Regions from separate parts of the Mus musculus genome. Here regions 2, 3 and 4 are each linked to region 1. Evidence: chromatin contacts called from public Hi-C, HiChIP or PLAC-seq and promoter capture Hi-C data. All regions are on one chromosome and are shown on one strand. The core of a region is the stretch at or near the end of the contact, and the rest is flanking DNA. Distances in the headings are between cores, read along the strand shown.

What was found. Hi-C and Micro-C count contacts between places; a contact is called where the count stands out from the background. HiChIP or PLAC-seq counts read pairs in DNA pulled down with a chosen protein or histone mark. Capture Hi-C pulls out chosen DNA fragments and counts their contacts.
Region 2: a contact with region 1 is called in a promoter capture Hi-C map of liver, with 2.8 times the contacts expected there. The contact joins the promoter of Arl2bp here to the promoter of Zfp319 in region 1. A contact is called at or near these places in 1 of 115 datasets of contacts at active chromatin or transcription factors (memory CD8 T cells) and 2 of 9 other capture datasets (adipose tissue and liver).
Region 3: a contact with region 1 is called in an H3K4me3 HiChIP or PLAC-seq map of bone marrow-derived macrophages, with 4 times the contacts expected there. The contact joins the promoter of Rspry1 here to the promoter of Zfp319 in region 1. A contact is called at or near these places in 2 of 39 promoter capture datasets (erythroid cells and hippocampal neurons), 1 of 484 Hi-C or Micro-C datasets (embryonic stem cells), 5 of 115 datasets of contacts at active chromatin or transcription factors (bone marrow-derived macrophages, memory CD8 T cells, pancreatic cancer cells and 2 more) and 1 of 9 other capture datasets (adipose tissue).
Region 4: a contact with region 1 is called in a Hi-C map of embryonic stem cells, with 3 times the contacts expected there. The contact joins the promoter of Slc38a7 here to the promoter of Zfp319 in region 1. A contact is called at or near these places in 2 of 39 promoter capture datasets (embryonic stem cells and neural stem cells), 4 of 484 Hi-C or Micro-C datasets (B cells, CD4 T cells, embryonic stem cells and 1 more), 6 of 115 datasets of contacts at active chromatin or transcription factors (embryonic limb bud and embryonic stem cells) and 1 of 9 other capture datasets (embryonic stem cells).

The regions. Positions count from the first base shown.
Region 1 is chr8:95,330,278-95,333,225 of GRCm38.p6, reverse strand. It overlaps Zfp319 (zinc finger protein 319), which reads left to right and starts at 1,415. Exons shown (of 2, transcript NM_024467.4): 1 at 1,415-1,705. It overlaps Usb1 (U6 snRNA biogenesis 1), which reads right to left and starts at 942. Exons shown (of 7, transcript NM_133954.2): 1 at 761-942. The coding sequence starts at 864.
Region 2 is chr8:94,665,173-94,667,933 of GRCm38.p6, reverse strand. It overlaps Arl2bp (ADP-ribosylation factor-like 2 binding protein), which reads right to left and starts at 1,334. Exons shown (of 6, transcript NM_024191.2): 1 at 1,033-1,334; 2 at 276-337. The coding sequence starts at 1,070.
Region 3 is chr8:94,600,493-94,603,192 of GRCm38.p6, reverse strand. It overlaps Rspry1 (ring finger and SPRY domain containing 1), which reads right to left and starts at 1,252. Exons shown (of 15, transcript NM_026274.4): 1 at 763-1,252. It overlaps Psme3ip1 (proteasome activator subunit 3 interacting protein 1), which reads left to right and starts at 1,467. Exons shown (of 8, transcript NM_028221.4): 1 at 1,467-1,696. It overlaps LOC115486880, which reads left to right and starts at 302. Exons shown (of 2, transcript XM_030243886.1): 1 at 302-380; 2 at 548-1,577. The coding sequence starts at 302. The coding sequence ends at 1,257.
Region 4 is chr8:95,852,029-95,854,767 of GRCm38.p6, reverse strand. Slc38a7 (solute carrier family 38, member 7) reads left to right here and starts at 1,277. Exons shown (of 12, transcript NM_172758.4): 1 at 1,277-1,296; 2 at 1,861-1,966.

The DNA of each region.
Region 1 (2,948 bases), core at 166-2,665:
GCTGAGTGTTCATTTCCAGGAAGGGGTTGAGCTTCTACTAAAGAACCATAGCTTTCTAGAACTGCTTAAGTTTCCTAGCTGGGAAGGCAGACCTCAGCTGGCTCTTGGTCCCCATGGAAACATTTCAGCAGGTAGCAGTGTGGCTTGGAGGTCCCTATTAGATAGTTGGACAGGCCTGAACTCAAGTAGCTCTGTGATCTTGGCTTACATTAATTTCCTCACGTGTAGAGCATATTTTTACTTGCTAGAGCTCTTGTGCAATGAACCGACACACTACAGTCAGCAAAGACCAGTATTTAAGAACCTCGAAGATTTAAGCCTCTTGGCGCATGAGATTTTCATGGGTTTTTCAACAGGCTGGTGTCTCCAGTCTACCGTGTGGCTCACGGTGGCTATTCATTAACCATTTACTAGACGAACGAAAAGCTTGGGTTATTATTGCATAGTGTTCAAACGAGGAAACATCTGGGAAGAAACATAGTTGCTTTCCAAAAGAGAAAAAAAAAAAAAAAAAACGCACCAACGGAGAGGGCTGGACTTGAACCCGTGTCCTCACTCCCAACTTTGCCTTAGCCAGGGTGTGTGTGTGGTAGTGCCATTCCAGGGCTTTGTCCAGGGTGTGTCCTGAATCCTTTCCCTCGACATCCCTTTTTCTCTTACCGGGGAACTGACCCACCCTCTTGGTTCCCCGGGAGGCTCGGGTCCCACTAGGGTTTCAAAAGAATCTACGCTCGAGAGAGAAAAATTCCTCGATCCTCACCAACGGTGGAAGCCAGTACCCGGTTTGCTCCGCCCCGCGGCGACAGCCTCCGCTTCATCCTCTGAACCGCTGCTGCTGTAGCCCACCAGGGGCGCCGAGCTCATGGGGCCTCGACCACAAGCCGTGTCCACCGACAACCTGATCCGACGCCCGGAGTTCCTCTGAGCCGGAAGTGCTCTGTGGGGGGCGGGACCTAGAGTAGCTCCACCTCGGGGCGGGGCCTGGCGACCCGGGGGGCGAAGCCCAGTGGAGCTTAGGACGGACGGCGGCCACCGCCTGTGCGGTAAAGGCTGTAGGAGGCGGCCTTCCGGATCACTCCGTCGCCCCAGTGTGGGTTCCACAGGTCTGCGGGTCTGTTTGCCAGACTTGCAAAAAGTTGGAGTCTCAGGATCCCTCTTGAGAGCGAGCTGAGCCGCAGGTCAGCTGCAGAAGACCGGAGAGTCAGGTGGGGCTGCGGCGAGCCGGGGATGAGGATCCCGGCTCCTCCGCGACCGTAGGCTCCGGCGAGCGGATCCCGAGGCTCCAGCCCCGCCCCTCCGTACCCACAGGCTCGGGCCAGCGGGGCCGCGGGTCCCCGACAGGGGGCGGCCTCGCTCCGCGCCGCGGGCTTCTCGGCAGCCGCCGCCCCGGCTGCCGCTCCTCCCCCGGCCCCGCCTACCCGGCCTCGCGCCGACCCTCTGTCCGCCGGTCTCTGCAAGACCCGTCGGTCTGTCCGCTCGCCCGTCCGTCCGCTGCCCCGGTCCCGCTAACCCGAGTGCGCGGGTCGATTCGTCGGTTCCGGCTGCTGCAAACCTGTCTCCCGACTCCGCGCTGCCTGCCTCTGCTACGCGAGGCCCGGGGATTGGCAGGACGCGTAGGCCGCGCCGCGGCGGATGGAGCCGGAATAAAGAGGCGGCAGAGAAAGCAGCTGGTCTTCGCTTGTCCCGCGCCTGACCCCTGGAGCAGGTGAGTGGCAGGGCACCCGGGACTGCATCTGGGGGCCACTCCAGTAGCCCCTGCACCCAGGGAGAGCCTCCTGAGCTCCGAGGCGATCCAGGCTGGGCCTGGAAGTACAGTTGCTTCCCGGGCACCGTTTGAGGCTCTGGGGCCTTCCTCGGCCGGAACCACCCCCTTTTCGGGACGCAGTGGCTGGGCCATCCGGAGCAGGAGCTGACAGCAGGCAGCCCAGCTGGGCCTGATGGGAGGAGATCAGCTTTCATTCGGTGACTCTGAGAGGAAAAAGGGCTAGGGTGGGGCGCGGGTGGGGGCTTCTCTTTGCCTTTCCTCTCCACTTCTCTCTCCAGCTCTTGTGCAGTGAGCTAAGAGTGTTCCTGGCTTCTCCTTACTGGAGAAGGGTCAGGGTAGGCAGTGGGGTTGCTCTAGGAGGTGGGGAGTGGGGGCGGCTGATGGGGCTGGCAGCCATTCATACCAGGAAAAATAACACACAGTTGGATTAGTACAGCTAGATCAGACAGTGTTCCGTGCAGTCCACCGCTCCTCTCTACCTTAGGAACGCTAAAATGGCCAGCTGTGGTTGGTTGGTCGTACTCCTAGGTACTACCCCAAATCAGCAGCCTCTTTATTCCCTCCCTTCCCAGAAGATGCTGAGGGTGACAACTTTTAGCTTGATTCTTAGGTTTCTTTAAGAGAACAGTTAGAAGCCAGCTGGCTTATGGGAACATTCTCTACTTTCCTTCCCTTAAAGAAAACTTGCAAACTTTTAAATCTATAAGCAGCTGAGAACCTAGAAAGGAGGCTGCCTTTGATTCCAAAAATAATTCTCTGTGGGATTGCTTTAATACTATCTCAAAGTGGTGAATTAGAGATTTGCTGGCATGGGGTGGGGGCGGTGGTTAGGTGGGCTTTATCTTGCAGTGATTACTGTGAATATTTGGGACTTGGAGGAGACACACCCTGGGGCATGCTTTATCTGTACAATTCAGGCAAACAGAACAATTTCTTACACCTTGACAGTCAAAGACTCAGAGGGTAAGGGACTTCTGTTTATGTTCCTCTGGGAGATAACTAGAGTGAAGAAGTTCACCTGATCAGTGGGTCTATAAACCTGTTATTTAACCCTCTTTGGCCAGGAGTTTGGGTCCCAGAAAGGCCATTAATCCTGTTAAGCTAGAGTGGCATGTGCCCTGGGAAAGGCCTGGAGTGCAGGTGAAGAGGAACGTAGACCAGTCTTTCAAAGGAGAGGGTTTTT
Region 2 (2,761 bases), core at 85-2,584, 670 kb after region 1:
CTTGGGGGCTGAAGGCACTGCTGTGTAAGACGGGTGACCCGAGATCAACCCTCAGAACTCACATGAAGGTGGAAGGAGAGAACCAACTCCACAAAGTTGTCCTCTGAGCTCCACATAGCCATAGTCTCCTGGCAACAACCCCACCCACGATCCATCACATATGTAAATGAATACATTAAAAAATTGTTGTAAAGCAAGGGTCTACTTGATTTAAATCAAGGAATTGACCATAGGAACTAGAGGGGCACAAGTCACTTAGTAGTGTCGAAACTTACCCATAATAATGTCCTCTAAACATCCAACCACAGCATCAAATTCTGCATCAGAGGCGGAGGAGCTGAAAAAACACATCAGGATTAGGTGCCGGTCCAAATAATTATTTTTCGAGCTGAACTTGTGTTTTCTGTGGGTAAGGGCATTGAACCCAAGGCCTTGCACACACCAGGCAATCACAACAAAGCCCACTAGCATTTTTTAAAATGTAAGATTCCCAACGTGCATAAAAATAATAGCAAGATGATCCTCCCATCACTCAGTTTCACCAATCAAGGATTATTGTCTAGTACAGAAATTACAAACACAGGAAAACACTCGTGACGAAAACCGGTATGACAATCACAAAAGCAGCCAACAATTTGGGTAGCTGAGGCTGGTGCGGCACAACTTCATACTTCCGCGTTTATTACCCGCAGGATTTACTCACCGCATCCTGGCTCTTAACGCCACACCTATCTGCTGGTGAATGTGACCGCACGCGGGAGTGGCACCGGCCTAGGGGGTAACTGGTCAGGAGTGGCTTTAGACAGGCGGTGAGGCCGCCGCCAGCCTGGGCAGCTCAAGGCCTCTGGGTTTTTGCTGACGGCCACGATTGAGGCCAGAGGATTGTGATGGAAGCGCTGGTTATCTGTGACATATGCCCGTGGTGGCCACGGGAAGAAAACGCCCCGCTAGAGCGGAGCCTCGACCGGCCAGCCCGCAACCCAGAGGACGTCCGCAGGCCGAGGTCGAGCAGACCCTGGCCGCTTCACTTACAAGGACAGCGCGAAGCTCTCTTCTTCTAGGGCGTCCATCGTAGGGGCGCCGCAGTCACCGGCCCGGGCCCGGGGCCCTGCCGCTTCCTACCGCGCCCGCCGCCGGGCCGGGATCCTCTCTGACCCGCGCGGCCTCAACTGCATCAAGGGCCCGCAGAAGGCCGCACCCACGCCCCGCCCGGCGATCGCGCGAGGACGGGGCTGCGGCTCCTGGCTGGGCCCAGCGCCCGCCGGCCTCTCGCGGGGCTACCCCGCCGGTGTGTTAGGGCAGACGGAGCTCGCAGCCCCGCCTCCTGTCACTATGGTTACCCGCGGTTCCAGCAGCCAATCACAGCCTCAGGTTCCCGGTCTCACGCAGAAGACTGCAAAAAATGGTGGCAGTAGACTTTTTTTTTTTTTTTCTGGATGAAAGAATTGGAGCCAAGAGCCTCGGTTTCTTCATTTTCAATTTAGGAATTGTAAAGATCAGGTAGTTGAAACCGTGTTTTAAGAGCGCTAGAAATAGCCAAATTGCTCGAAAGCCACTCTCATAGTTTGTCCTAGATAATGCAGACGTCTGATTTACTAGAGAGTTACTTCTTGGAAGTATGGAAGGGTCCACGGCATTAAGTGGATGACTTGTAACTTAATTTGTGATCTTCAAATCAAAAGCAGTGCGTTGTGGCATGCGTCTGTAGTCCCAGCACTTGGAAGGTGGAGGTTTAAGGCATTCAAGACCTGCTCAGCTACATAGTGAGTTTGCTGCCAGCTTACTCGCACCAAACCCGTAAACAATTATTAGGCAGTAAGTGGTTCCTTGGGTAATTATGCAGCACAAAAATGTTGACAACCACTGAGAGAGATGTAATCAGAAATTGAATAACTGCTTTGGAGAAAGTCCCCTCTAAAACTGCCACACCATGAAGAAAGGTTTCCTGGGATCGCCCCCCCCCCCCGCCCCCTTTTTAAGCATGCCTCTTTGGTGGTCTGATACCTTTTAGCCAAATGTGTAGTACATAACTAGAAAATTTATGGTATGAATTAGGGTTACGTGGCCAATCTGAATCATTTTGGAATGGACATAAAATGTGTATCCATGGATCTATCTTAACAGCATCAGGAACCAAGATGATTTCAAAGACACTGGAAGATCAGAGTATCCTGGTCAAGCTGAAGACAGGCGTGCTGGTAGGTTTTTTGTCAGCTTGACCTGAGTGACCTGGAAAGAAGTTGATTTTGTGTGTGTCTGTCTTTTTTCATCAAGACAGGGTTTCTCTGTGTTGCCCTGGCTGTCCTGGAACTCACTCTGTAGATCAAGCTGGCCTTGAACTCGAGACTCACCTGCCTCTGCCTTCCAAGCACTTGGATTAAAGGCCATGTGCCATCACCTCCTGGTTTTGAATGTGGATTATTTTAATGACTGAGGGAAGGCCCAGTCCTCTGTGGGTGGTGCCATATCTGGGCAGGTGTAGGATCTATGTAAGGAAGCTCAGCATGCTATGGAGAACAAACCAGTTAACAGCATTTCTTTATCTACTTCAGTTCCTGCCTTCAGGTTCCTATCTCAACTTCCCTCAGTTATGGACTGTTGCATGGAAGTGGAAACAAAATAAACCCTTTCTTCTCACAAATTGGTTTTGATTAGTGTTTTGTCACAGCTCTGATAAGCAAACTAGGACAAGCATCTAAAAATTCTGTTCCATTGAGCACTGGTAAGACAGCTCAGAGCAGACAACTAAGATCCTATTAGA
Region 3 (2,700 bases), core at 3-2,502, 730 kb after region 1:
AAGATGTCAAGTCACTTCAACTAAGGAAGGACAAGCAGATGGGTTAAGTGAGGAGCCTGGGAGACTGCACGACTCTACTCAGACGGTAACAGACACTGCCAACTTTAAAAAAGTTCAAAGTACATCACTCCAGGGGACGAAACCTTACTCGGACATCTGCGCAAGACAGAATCTCAAGAGTTTCAGCCCAGTAGCTCTAACTAGGTCTCCCTCTGTAAGAACAGGGAAAGTGAGGCAGACAGCGGGCCCGGCAGGAAGTAATGCCAAATTTGGAGGCTCGCTTGGGGGTGCTGCTGGTGGGATGACTCCCCTGTCCCACTCTGGCGCGAAGGCCAGAGGCAGCAGAATCCTTACTCTGGGACACCTAGTCAGACTCCAGAGTGAGGGAAGAACCCCGACTATCCCCGTTTCCGCTTACCATCCCGATCTAGGGCTTTCCAACGGAAAGGACTGCCCTCCCCAAGGGTTTTTTACTTAATATTTAGCTCAGGCCTGGAGAGTAGGAGAATCCGCTAGGTCTGGCTCCCGCCTCCAGCCTCTCTCTAAGGCGAAGAACTCTCCCCAGCCTCGCTTCACGTCGAACTCTCCACCCCAAGGCAACACCAGACCATCCCAGGGGAAGTCGGCTTCCCACTGCAACGCAAAACTCCCCAGAAGGAATCCCTGCCCACGACGTGCGCCCCTCGGCCCCTTCGGTTCCGAGGAGCCCGAACGAGGGTCTCTCCGCGTCCGGAGCCTCCCCAGGAGGTACCTGCTTCTCACCTTAGCCAGTCTCCTCGGGAGGGTGACCCCAGGACCTCCTTCAGTCAAGATCCCCTAAAGGGGAACACCCTCTTCCAGGAACCGCTTTCAGGCGCCTCCAGCGCGGGCCTCGGAGGAGAGTGTGCCGGCTGCTTCCCAGGCTCTGACCAACGCCACCCTCTCCAAGACCCCTGCCCGGAGACGGCCACGGCCCCAGTCCAGTCTCTCCGACCCAGGCTTCAGCGGCTGTCCCCTTCCTTCACAGGCGTCGCTAGCCCTCAAGCTCCCTCCCCGGCCACGTCCCCAAGGGGCTTCCCAGAGCAGCGCGGTCGGGCTGTGGCACTGACTTGCACTAGCTCCTGGGCCCACCGGAGGGAGGGGACAGCGACAGCGGCGCGACTCCTTTGTGACAGGTCCAAGAGAGCGGTAAAGATGGACGCGGGGACACGGCACTGCCATTACGCGCAGGGGCCCACCCCCGCTTCACACCGCCCGGGCCCTCCCTCAGTCCCCTAGGAAACGCCCCTTCCTCAGTGGCAAGCCCTCTCTCTCAGACAGCCAATCATCAGTCAAGATTTGTGTCACGTGATCTCGCGGGTCGGCCCGCCAGCCTGGAATGAACCAGCTAATCCCCTTGCCGAAGGGCGAACGACCCAATCAGATCGCTCCATACGGTCTTGGAGCACCGGATTTCCACGAGGCGCTCGGGGAGGGAGAGAGCTGTTGATTGGACTATGCCGCCGGAAGCGGGGTGGAAATGTGTTGTGGCTGTAAGGAACAGGAAGCCCCGAAGGGTCAAAAGGAATACAATAGCGAAGTGTGTTTTCTTCCTTTAAGCCGTCGTTCTTTTCTTGGTTTCTTTTCTAGTTTTTTAAGAGCGAGAGTGGCCTTGGCGGCGACGGTTTACGGTAGGCGCCGCGGAGGTGAGGGCGGCTCGCCTCCCGCGCTCTCGTAGGTGAGTGCGGCCTGGGTCCGCGCCGGGAGGCGAAACCAGGCTTCTCGGCCGTGGAGAGGGTGAACTCCAAGCCAGAGTTAGGATTAGAGCCCAGGTTTGTCTCCAGCCCGCGGTCCTTTCTAGTGCGGTGTCCTGAGTCGCCCGGCTTGGGAGTTTGCGGTGCCCACTCCGGAGCGGAGCCGCGGGAGTCTGCGGGACGGCGTGGCGGTCGTGGTGGGAGGTTCCGACTCTTTCTTACGCGCCCGAGCTGCCGGGCCCCTTGTCTTCTTTCAGCACTTTGCGGTTAGCTGGAGCCATCAGGCCTAAAGTGAGCTGCTGCCTCGGTTCCATTCGGAGCAGCTCCTCGCTCCTTAGAAAACGTGGAATGCCGACTTGAGCATCGTTGAATCCCGAAGTGTGTAGTTGCAGGATGGGTACATAATAAATTTCCCCGTTGCAGCGCCTCGCTCATTCTCTTCTAGTAGGAAACAAGGCTGTGTGCTTATTTTATTAGAACACAACCGGTCGTTGAAATGTCTTCTTTGAGAGTTGGTGCCCTTGGAATGCCAGTCCACGCAGAGGGAAAGGGAGAACTATTGGTCATGGAAATGGCTTCTTGGGGGAACACAAGGTCTGTGGCCCTTGGTTTTAAAATGCAAACCCTGTGCTGCACCCTTGGGTCAGTCTGATTGTTTAAGTCTAGAGTGGACCCCACAAAGTCTAATATGAACCTCTGTAGGATTTGCAGCGACTTGTCAACCTGTGTAGCAAGTTTCGTTGGTTAAGTGAATTGATTTATTGAAGTGTCCCCAGAGACATCATAAAAATGGTTTGGAGGAGCTCCGTGTAGTGGCTTGTACCTGTAATCCTAGGACCACGAGGCTGTGTGTGGGTGTGGGGGACTGTCAGTTGGAGACAGGCCTGGCTTCCTTAGCAAGACTGCCAGAAAACAAAGCAGAGTATAAACTACCAAGCAAAATGGTTTGGCGGGTACTGCTTCTGAGATATTTGAAAGGAATCTGTAG
Region 4 (2,739 bases), core at 28-2,527, 520 kb before region 1:
GCGCCACCACGCCCGGCTCTATATTATTTCTTATGTCTGTACTTGGCTCTGCTAATCTCAGTAACATCGCCTCCTTTTTCATCTTGGGCCGGTGGGGTGGGGAGGTAGCATTGCTTCCTGAGCCAGGATTTTATTGTGGAACCCAAGCTAGCTTCAAGCTCACTGCTCTCCTGCCTCAGTCTGTTGAATGCTGGGTTTACAGGCATGTGTCCCATACCCAACTTTTTCAAATGAGAGGTAGACCCATTGAGAGGCTCAACGTGTAAAGGCACTTGTTACCAACCCTGAAGACCTGAACTCAATCCCCAGAAGCCACAGGATGAAAGGAGGGAAGCAACTCGTGAGAGTTGCCCTGTGGACTCCCCGTGCATACTGTGAATGCACAGACACACGTAAGTAAATGTAAAAGGAAAAACTGGTGCTGGAGAGATGGCTCAGAGGTTAAGAGAACTGTCTGCTGTTCCGGAGGTCCTGAGTTCAATTCCCAGCAACCACATGGCTCACAACCATCAGTAATGAGATCTGGTGCACTCTTCTGCCCTGTAGGATACAGGCAGAACGCTGTATACATAATAAATAAATAAATCTTTTAAAAGAGAAAAAAGAAAGAAAGAAAAGAAAAAATAATAATTAAACTAGACTGTGAATATAATTGAAAGATATCGCTCCTTCCTGGGGCTCAGATTCAAGTTCTAGAACCACAAATAAAGAGGCAGAAAAGGACTTCCTTTATAAACGGCATACAGCCCAGAAGCCAAAGCTCTAGGCAATTCACCTTCATTCAATAAGTCGAGAGCCTGAACCGCCTCAAACATTTCCGAAATCTAGCCTTGAGGTTGTAGCCAGGGATTAATGAATGCTCAAACTGACTCTTTCTCTCTCTCTCTCTCTTGTTCAAAGGTCCCTCACACTCCTCAGTCAAAGAAACTCTGGGGTCACTTGCTGTGGCAATGAATGCAGGAACAAACATAATGAGGCCAAATAGCTTTGGCCCGTGGCTCCTGAGGACAAAGATGCCAAACCTCTTAACGCTCTTTCCAGGAGGAAGGAACAGTGTTTAATTTGGCCAAGGGACCAAGTCTAAAAATAACTGGATAAACGGGTTGGCAGAAAGCTAGGCTGGCTCAGAACTATTGTTGGGTTGAGAAGCTGGTGTGGTCCGATGGTGACACTGACTTAAAAACTACAACTCCCAGAGTTTCCTGCGGCCTGTGCTAGCTGGACGGTCATGTGATTCAGGCTCACGTGTTACTTGAGTCGGCTCCGGAACAACGCCTACAAGGTATGTGAAAGGAGGTACGGGAGGTGCAAGGTGGGGTTGTAGGGTTCTTGGGTCTTCAGAGTTCCCCATCACTGCTGAGACCAGATCCCTGTAGGGCTCCACAGCCGTCTTTGCCTGTTGCTTTCTGCTGCACCAGTCCAGCCACACCTTAGCCTGACGGCTCTCCACTCAGTCCTAGGCCAGGATCGAGTTAGCTTTGGAGTTAAAAACGCAACCCACCGCTTTTTCGCCAGGCTTGGGGCTCATCCCAACCCACCCTGGTCAGGTGCTCGCTGTCCCACCTCCTAATGCAATCCAAACCTCGTGTTTCAGTGCTGGTCCCGGGCTGGTCTGGGAACCATGTGAGATCTGTTCCATCTCCGACCTAATAAATAATGTGCATCGTGCTTATAGCTCTGGCCCCGCCAACTGCTCACCGTGACTTTAATGTAACCTCTTTCCTTCGTGTACCTTTTCCCTATTTGAACTGGCACTCCACTCCTTGCTATAGGTTATTCAGAACCACTCAGTGTAATCTCCCACCCCCTGCCCTGGTAGCCAGCTGCAAAAGGTCAAACTCTTCTCTCTTCTGACTGCAGATTTTTAGATAAAGCCTTGAGAAGAACTTGAGGCCAAAAGGGGAGGTGAGGGGGCTCTGACCCCATACCTTTAGGCAGAGGAAACAGCCCTCTTCTAGATTAGCAGGTAAGTTGGGCTAAATGATTGGGGCCGAGGTAAAAGCTCTTAGAGCAGTGAGAGTGGTCCAAGGGATGGGGTTGCTCGTCCTGAGCTTTTGTGTGGTTGCAGGAGAGGCTGGGCAAATGGCCGAGGACTGGGTAGGGGTGCCAAAAGGAAACCTGCTTCCTAGAGAGACTTAGGGTCACGGGACCTTGAAGTATGTTTTTCTGCGGTGTGAGCAATGTGGAAGGGATGGCCTTAGACCTCTCTGGAGCAATGCCTGGACCAGGGGAGTCCCCAGACTGCCTTTACTACTCACCACTGAGATTTTGCTGAGTTGCTGGCTGGGAAGGGAGATTGCGTCATAAGAGGAAGAAGTCTGTGGCCAGACTGGTGTTTCTGATTCTGGCCCCAGCAGAGGGCCCCAGCACTGGGACTGTGTCCCTTAATTGCTGGATGGCAGATGTCCCAGAGCACTTGCACTTCTCTCTTCTTTCCTGGGTTGATGTTCCCAGCTTTGTCCATCATTAGAAGGCACATCTGGGAAGCATCCTCAGGGGCCTATGTACTGTTCTAGACCTCCTCCATTGCGGTGGGCTGACCTTATCAGGAGGGTTGGAGAGTGGTTGTGGCTGAATCACTGCCTTTGTGGGGAGGAAATGGGATTTTAAAACAACAACAACAAAAAAGGTTTATTTATTTTATGTATATGAATACACTTTCGCTCTCTTCAGACACAGCAGAAGAGGGCATCAGATCCCATTACAGATGGTTGTGAGCCACCATGTGTTTGCTGGGAA